Linked DNA regions of Pungitius pungitius: region 1 is linked to region 2. The links are chromatin contacts, called in public Hi-C maps. All regions are on one chromosome and are shown on one strand. The core of a region is the stretch at or near the end of the contact, and the rest is flanking DNA. Distances in the headings are between cores, read along the strand shown.

What was found. Hi-C and Micro-C count contacts between places; a contact is called where the count stands out from the background.
Region 1: a contact with region 2 is called in a Hi-C map of muscle, with 3 times the contacts expected there. The contact joins the promoter of LOC119227540 here to the promoter of pygl in region 2. A contact is called at or near these places in 2 of 2 Hi-C or Micro-C datasets (both in muscle).

Annotation. Positions count from the first base shown.
Region 1 is chr14:13,169,262-13,173,644 of fPunPun2.1, reverse strand. LOC119227540 (guanine nucleotide-binding protein G(I)/G(S)/G(O) subunit gamma-2) reads right to left here and starts at 1,361. Exons shown (of 4, transcript XM_037486395.2): 1 at 1,116-1,361.
Region 2 is chr14:13,041,122-13,045,676 of fPunPun2.1, reverse strand. It overlaps pygl (phosphorylase, glycogen, liver), which reads left to right and starts at 2,950. Exons shown (of 20, transcript XM_037486202.2): 1 at 2,950-3,259; 2 at 3,956-4,057; 3 at 4,178-4,256. The coding sequence starts at 3,017. trim9 (tripartite motif containing 9) reads left to right here. Exons shown (of 10, transcript XM_037486354.2): 10 at 1-1,688.

The DNA.
Region 1 (4,383 bases), core at 112-2,611, 130 kb before region 2:
AGCTCGGCCAAAGGATGGATGGAAATTTGGGAGAAAGCAGTGACGGAAGTGGAGAGTGTAATGTGGATCCTTCCTCCCTCTCTGCTTTCTATCCGTCTGACTCGACTATTTCTGTTGTGCTCGGAGAAATCTCTCGAGGCTTCCGACGTGTCTTGTTAATCGTTGCAAGCTCTTCAAGCATGAACCTCGACGCATGTGTGAAACGATCTGTGGCCTCGGAGCAGCTTGCCCAGGAAATACAATGCTGGACCACACGGGCGCGTGAGCTGTTGCGTAATTTGGACTTGCTGTGTGCGTTTGTAACAGGCCTGGAAATGCAACACACACGATTGGACGGTTTAATGCGAGTCGTACGTGACGACGCGTTCGAGTGACGAGCATAGAGTGGGAAAAACAGAGCATCTGTCTTTGTTTTCTTTTTTTCACCTTTCTGTGAACGCATGGTGCTGTCAGCGACTGTATCTCTCTATGAGCAACATAAAAACACCGAACCCCTCCTCCTTCTTCTCCTCCTCCTCCTCCTCCTCTCCCAGCCATCTGCCTGATTAAGCCACTACACAGATTGTGTGTGGTCGACTGCTTTCTCCTCGCCGTATGAAGGGTGGGAGTTGTCAATGGGAATGGAAAACCTCACAGGAGGCGTGTGGGATTCCTCTCCGGTCTGTATCGTCTGAGACCCCTTTTTCCTCATCTCCCCGTTTTTCACCACCCCCCCCCCCCCTCTCTGTCTTCTTCATTGTAAAAATATCCCCCAGACTAAACAGATGCCGCTAATTCCTCTGACTACACTTCGAGGATCGGCCACATCCTTGAGGGAGGAAAAGAAGGGAGGAAGAAAAGAAGGGACCCTCTTCTCTTCTTCACCCCTCTCATGAAAGAGGGTGCGAGATGGGTGGGGCGAGGGGGGTCTGGAGAATGTAAAAGGGAGGAGGGGATTCCAGGATGTGCGCCAGCCGGCATCTATCTTGTCCCTCGAGCGCTGACAAAACGACAGCGTTGATTATGAACGACCCCCCCTCTCTGGAACACACCCTGTTTTTGATGTGATTAACGCCATCAAAACAGGAGAATGTCAAATAACAATACGCAGCCAAGAGAAGATTTTCAAATCCTACCTGTTTGGTTGTATGCGTGGTCTCTTTCTGGGATGCCAAAACACATGGAGCCCTGTGGAGTAGTATCCACGCGTCCTCCCCCCGTTCTGCCACACAAACACACACACGCTCAGCCAGCGAGGCAGGAGTACATCCACACACACTCCTCTCTCTGTACGCCTCTCTCTCTCTCTCCCTCCCTCTCTCTCTCTGCTCCAGCTGAGATCCTCCCTGCCTCCCTCCTCACTGCTGCTGAGTCTCCACCCTTCAGCCCAACGCTCAGGCTGCACGAAACCACCCTCCTCCTCCTCCTCCGTCCATCTATTTACTGCTATCAGAGTACGCGCCCTCTGTCTCCCAAAGGTCCACGGGAAAAGACTCTGACCACCTTCAGTGAAAAGATTACGTTACATGTCATTGAGCTGACGCAAAATGAGGGCATTTCAACCATAAGGATACAAACCCAAAAGAACACGAAACAAAGTGCAATTTAAATAAATAAGCTCATTTACAACTTGCTACAGGTAAGAGCCATTAAGTGCTATAATTGGTTAGTGTTTTTAGTCAAGGTATAGTCTGAAGAGGTGTGTCTTAGTTTGTGGTGGAAGACGTAGAGGCTCTCTGTGCTCATGATGAGCTCATCCCACCATCTGGGAGCCAGGACAGCGAAGAGTCGCGATGTCGCCGAGTGCTTTTCTCTCAGAGAGGGAGGAACAAGCCGCTTGGCAGATGCAGAGCGGAGTGTGCGGGTTGGGATGGAGGGTTTCACCATGTCCTGGATGTAGACTGGACCCGATCCATTCACAGCATGGTACGTGAGCACCAATGTTTCTAAGTGGATGCGGGCAGCCACTGGTAACCAGTGAAGAGAACGGAGGAGTGTGTGGGAGAACACACGGTTAAAGACTATATGTGTCCTCTGACATTTTCATTTAGCACCATGTCACTATGATTCAAATGGGTCCAATAGTTTAATGACACAAGATACCTGCAAAAATGAAGACATTTGCATTCCCATATTTATAACCAAATTAAAAAAACTACAGGAAGAGAATCAATTTAAAGAAATAATATGGATTGTACTCTGATAAATGGCTTCCTAGTTAGTCTTGTATATTTCTGATCGCATGCCTGTGTTCACACTTTCCTGTTTTCCCGAGAGCATGCTGTAGATCTGCTTCCATGCACGTGCGCGCTTTGCCTGAGGCTAAACTCGGCTCCCGTTACTCATCTTCGCCCTACTGTCTGAGCTGAACGTCACGTTTTCTGTGAATCACATTTCCCTCAACTTCCTTCAGGCAGACATGATGCTGCGCGAAAACCTACGATAACAGTGCGCAACCGACAAGAGGCGGTGGAGAAAAGAGGAGGGAGATGGAGAATACGTGAGTCACGGTTCCTGCGGAGGCATCACAAGCAGCCTCGGTCACCAGGGACAACGTGGTGGCCTGTGAAAGCCCTTCCTGGGTCCCCCAAGCCACTGGTTTCTGTCTCGAATTCTCCTTCTTACTAGTAGTTCTCCTGCTTGTCAATGAACTCTCCTGTCATTCCAGATCCTGTTATCAACGCGAGATCATCTCTCATTCCCTTCACCTGGTCCTCATGCCCGTCCCACCTGCAGCCCTTTCCCTCATTAGTTCCTCACTATTTAGGTCCCCACACTTGCACTTGCCTTCTGCCAGATGGTCTTGTGTGTTACTGCTAAGCGCTCCAGTGTATATTGATTTTTGTTCCTGATGTGCCTGTTTCAGCCCTGTTTGCATGACTACCCAAACTAGGATTTGTTGGACTGATATCCCGGTTTTGACCCTGCCTGAACAAGAGTAAAGAACTCGTCCCCGACTTGTGATTTTGGGTTCAAGTACCTGTAATCCTTTCGGAATCTGACTTCCTCCAAAAGGCCTCTCCGATGAGCTCAGGAACACTGTCATCTGTCAGGATGCCATTAAGTTCTCTACAAACTTAATCATTAATTATACAAAGGTGGTTACTGACGCCACTTTTTATTAATTTAAATCCTCAATGTTCAGGTGGGTTTGATAAGTTTTCATTAAGATTACTTGTGAGTTCCATAAACTCAACCTTTAAACTATATATCCACCATTTGAAACAATTATAAACTTAACATTTATATTGTTATGGATCAATATTTCCACTTCCCTGCTCACCCGCTGGCTAGATGTCAACCACACAACATTCCACTTGCAGCTGCAGACACCTCTGGCCTTGTTGAGCTTCAGCAGAGACGGCAACAGGGAGACCCTTCATCACTGGAGATGGGATAAATCTAGAGATGTGTAATCTGATTACCACGTTTTATTATCGGCTCTGGGGATCATCTTTGAACTGTGTGGGGCAGCTGTTTGGTTAATAGCCTGGTTTAATAAGTGTTGTTAATCCACTTCTCAGTGGAGATGGGCAGATGAGATGACTTGCACATTTGGTATTACCAAATAGCCTTTTCTAGTGTAATATGAGTGGAGCTGAAATACAGGTCAGCTTTTCAGGAGAGGTGCCAATGTTATTTCTTAACCAAGAGTAGAAAATAATGCCTCATTTTAAGTTAGAACCATGACTACATAAGTCACACAATGGTAATTTTGGGAGAGCCAGCAGAGGATGTTTGAATGTTCGAATGATCAAGCGTTTATTTGTGTGTGTGTGTGTGTGTGTGTGTGTGTTAGATGGGTTATTTAGACTGGGGGTGGGGGGCTGGATTTTATTTCTGATTTGCGACCATCTGGCTCCTCCAGGCAGCTGCTGGCCCAAGCCGACCAGAGCCGCCCCGATGCCCCACATGGGATTTACGAAGAGGTCACCACTGCTGCTGGAGACACAGTCACCTAATACCCTCAAACAATCAGCTCAGATGGTCGCCCACAAACGCTCATACGTAAGGAGATCAAATATATGGAGGTTTCATGAAGGAAATCTGTAGAAAGAACTCTATAAGAGGATGTTAGATCATTTAATTTGGATTGCTTTAAAACAAAAAAAACACAAAAGAAATGAGAGGAGAATGGGAGAAAGGGGGAGGTGACGAAGAAAGAGAATGGATTTTCCTCCTCTGTGTTGCCATGGCGACAGCAGTGGATGGTGGATGACTGATTTCCTGTACAGCTGTGTAGCACGGAGGAAAGAGGGGGAGACACGTTATCTGTGTCAGAGGAAGGAGGTGGAGCTCACTGAGAAAGGCATCCATGTTTTCTCTGAAATGGTACATCATCATTTGCTCTCTGCTCATTTCTGTTTCGGCCCCCATGTGTTTTAAACAGATGTTTTTGTCTCT
Region 2 (4,555 bases), core at 1,701-4,200:
TGTGACCATCACATTGGCACAAGAGTAACAGTCGGGGGATCACCAACGCCATTATGATTCATCCTCTGTGGAGCACGATTGTCAGTACATCTTTTGACACCATAGTAAAGGCCTGTAGGATTCATCTTCTAGGAGCAATGATAGTCACCACAAAGCATCCCGTCATTTCATTAAGTGAAACCAAAAATGCTTGAGTCTTGGTGACGCTGGAGAAGAAATTAGAAAATCCATCCTCTGGGGAACCATGAATGTCGTTTTTGAGATATTTATGACTGGATCAAAGTGGTGGACCGACCCATCAACATGGAAAGAGTAACTGAAGTCAAAATGTTGAGAGGTTTCTTTGAGGGAACTGTCGCCCTCCAAGAAGCCCTGAAACTTTTCCCAGTGCATCGTCTCCCTGGGAAGAACCGTACGAGCACATAAGGGGCTGTTCTGTGTGAGCTTCATGGATGTGCCTTTTCCCCTCTTTGGTCCCAACAAGAGTCATGAAACTTTGCTACAAACTAGATCCATCGCTTGAGCAGAGGCGACTGTAACATCTGTGAGGCCTGACTTCACTTGCTGCTACGTGTTTTTTCTAACGGCGAAAGGGAAAACTCAACAATAAACACGTTTATAATGGATATAATTACCACAGTAACAGGAGGATTAGTCAGGTGTCTTTCTTAACTTTGTGAATCCTCTGTGATTTTATTTCCTCTGCATTAATAGTGATTGTAAATAATCCATTATTGATGTATGGCTGCACACAGTAAACTATATATTTTTCAGTATGATATGGGCATGTGTTCTGACAGTAAGAAACCAAACTACTTCAGCCTTCAACCAAGTTACCCGGCCTTTGCTGAAGGCTGAATTCAAGCTTTGGTTTATGCAATATTTAATTGGTGGTTTTTGAAGGCAGGCCTTTTGTTCCGGTCCTCATTATAATAACAAACTACAAAAGCAGCCCAGTGAGCAGAAGCTCAATGAACTGCAGCCATTATCACAGCATTACACAACCTCAGATTCCAGGTCAAATAAACAAAATGGGTTTTATTCATCCAAACAATATCCAGTAGGAGATGACACACACGTCTGTTACTTTTCAACAAACAAATATATTCTCGCTGAACATTTTTTTGGTTGAATAAGTAGTTTTATCCTTTGACATGTAATTGTATGTTTGATGGGGATGATTTTACAAAGTATGTGATTGTAACATTTATTATTTCTAAACCAGCCAAATACACTTTATAGATATTAAACTTGGATAATTTAAAGTCCATCATACGGCCTCAGACTTTTATGAATTAATTAAGTACACACAGTCGCTGGGCGACACTGGGTGTTATATATCCAAATGTACATAAATAAATGTGTGCGTGTGCGTGTGTGTGTGTGTTACCTGCATTTTACATTTTACCTCCAAATTCTTTTTGACCTGTTTGATCTTTGAGGTGAAACGTCATCTTCTGCTGTTATTATTTACAATGATGGTGAAATATGTCTCTGAAGAAAATTATGAACATGAAATGAACATTGTTATAACTTTGATTTTAACACAGTAGGATTATTATGGTTGTCAGGATTATACGTCCATCATTACCACATTACTGCTATTATTATGAAGAAATGAAGTGTAAAATGAGCCTCTGTGTTTTTTTGTATGTGTGAATATTCAATAAATAGGTGTCAACAAGGTCCCCTTTTGTCTCTGTCTGTATTTTACTGTTTGTGAATCAAAGTAGATGTAACGAGGCGATCAATCGAAACCCCTTTTACCTACAGGTACACTTGTCTAATTATGGGGATTATAAATTCACATAATTGATTTTACCTACAATATTTTAGGTGTGCCCCATTAAAAGGTCTACTTATCAAGCCATCAATGTATGTATATATGAAACTAGAATCTATCTATCTATGTATAAATCTATCTATCCATCTATGTACAATTAGGGCAATAAGTATCTGGACCATGACACTGTTTTTCAAAATGCTGCCTCTTTAAGCGCCCCCATTGATTTGAACTGAAGCACTCAATATTTGGTTGAAGTGTAGACTCTCAGCTTTAACTCACTGAATACAAAACCACCCACTTAAAAGTTTTCAAACTACAGCCGTTTTTATACAATCATCCCCATTTTCAGAGATTCAGAAGTAATTGGAAAATTGTTTGCAGGACAGTTTGATGATCCTGTAAAACTGAACCTGAAAGTTTGAGTTCTGGTCTTAAACATTCAAAAAAAATTGGTGGGGTTCTTTGAACACAACAGAGACCTCTGACCTTTGTACATGTTAAGTCCATTTCCATATAACCAATGTAATCGTCCTGGTATTTCATGATTATTCACTTCATAATTATGAAGGTTTAAATGATTGATGTCAGCTGTTGTGTTTGTATTATATTTATTAAATACGGATGTTTGAAATGTATCACACCTAAATATACCACAATAAATCACCAATGAAACACGTCTAAGGCCTTTGCCAGGGTCTGATGGCAGACTTTATTCTTGGGAAATAATAACCTCCTCTAACGACACTCCTTTAATCTTACTGATGTACTTTTTGATGTTTTTTGGCTCATTTCTCATCTGAATTCAAGACGCAGAACAAGAATAAGACCTATGTGTGAATAAATATAATAATTGGAGGATGTCTCGAATCATTATTATTCTGCTACATTATCGGCCGATAAAGTACAGCCTCGTACCTTATTGCTTAAATAATGTGACTCCATCTCAATCTAATCAGAACGCTGGATTTCATCTATCCGTATTATAATTACAAATATTACACAGTATATTTAAAAAAAACACACACAAATACTGACTACCTGCGCCTCCTCGCGCTGCTCAGCGGGGGCCGGCCGGCCGAAACTCCCTCCCCCACGCACTCACCAATCAAAAGCCACAAAAGGAGGAGACTGCTGCGTGAAAATGGGCCACCATCTTACGCGGAAACTTCACTTCCAGCCGGGACCAGTCGACCACTCAAGGACCCTCAGGACAGACCTTGCGGCCCGAGCATGGCGACCCCACTCACCGACCAGGAGAAGCGCAAGCAGATCAGCATCAGGGGCATCGTGGGAGTGGAGAACGTTGCAGAGCTGAAGAAGGGCTTCAATCGCCACCTGCATTTCACTCTGGTGAAAGACAGAAACATTGCAACCCCCAGGGATTACTACTTCGCCCTGGCTCACACAGTGAGGGACCACCTGGTGGGGAGGTGGATCAGAACGCAGCAGTTTTACTATGAAACGGACCCAAAGGTAAAGGTTCCGCCGCACTGCACCTCAGGGGCAGTGATGTAGTGGGTTGAAAGAGTTTGGCAAGAGACACTTGCACCGCAGAAAATATATATTACAGGTGAAACTCGAAAAATTCTCATTACATTTCAGTAATTCAACTTAAATGTGAAACTAAATCTATAGACTCATTACATGCAAAGTGAGATATTTCAAGCCTTTGTTTGATATCATTTTGATGATTATGGCTATAAAATATACAATCTTTGATTGTCAAAACTACCCAGAAATGTGTTTCACATGTAGATGATGTTTGCAATTTTACTTTAAGTACAAATGGAATAAATTCTGCTTACTTCATTTCAGGTCATATCGACTGTGTCTTTTGATGAAAAACAAATCATTTATTCTCTAGATCATGCATGCATACATTTAGTATGTATTTTATTTATGTATGGAAAGGAGTCTTCAGCAATGTTTATCGGTGCCCAAAAACTTTCAAGAGGTTCTTTGTTCGGTTATTGCATCATGTTTACTCTGCCAGCTATTTGCTCGTTCCATTTTCATCTATTTACTGCTCGCCTCCAAACCGCTTTCTCTGCACCTTCACGAAGTATAACACAAATATTTGTTTTCAATTTGTTTTGGATCCATAACATCTCTGAAAAGAGGAAGCCTGCAGATAAAGATATTTTCTTCTCTTTTTCTCCACATGTTCAGAGGGTGTATTATCTGTCTCTGGAGTTCTACATGGGCAGGACGCTCCAAAACACGATGATCAACCTGGGGCTGCAGAACGCCTGCGATGAGGCCATCTACCAGGTCAGACTCAAGTTTACAGGAAACAAGGAACATCTGCAAACACGACCCCCCCGCCCCCCATATTTAATGCTCATAATGACTGCCAGTTTTGAAAAACCTGTGCGTTCCCCTTTGCTGCAGCTCGGGCTGGACATGGAGGAGCTGGAGGAGATGGAGGAGGATGCAGGTCTGGGGAACGGAGGCCTGGGCCGACTCGCAGGTACCAAAAATACTACAGATATTGGTACCTGCGGTAGACTGATAGAAAGAGATGATATTTTTATTGTATTTCACCCCTCTAACACGATTCAGTTGCAGAGGGAAAGAAATAGAAAAGCTTTAAATCCAACAGTAAATGAGTCAACAACAAATACACAAAGGAAAACACTTTATCTCACACAACAATACTCCATCATCATCATTTCCTATATATTTTGGCAGGTGTCCATCAAATACCTCTGTGTTCCTGTTTAAAGCAACAGGCAGCCACAGACATGTTGCAACACAATGGGCATTACC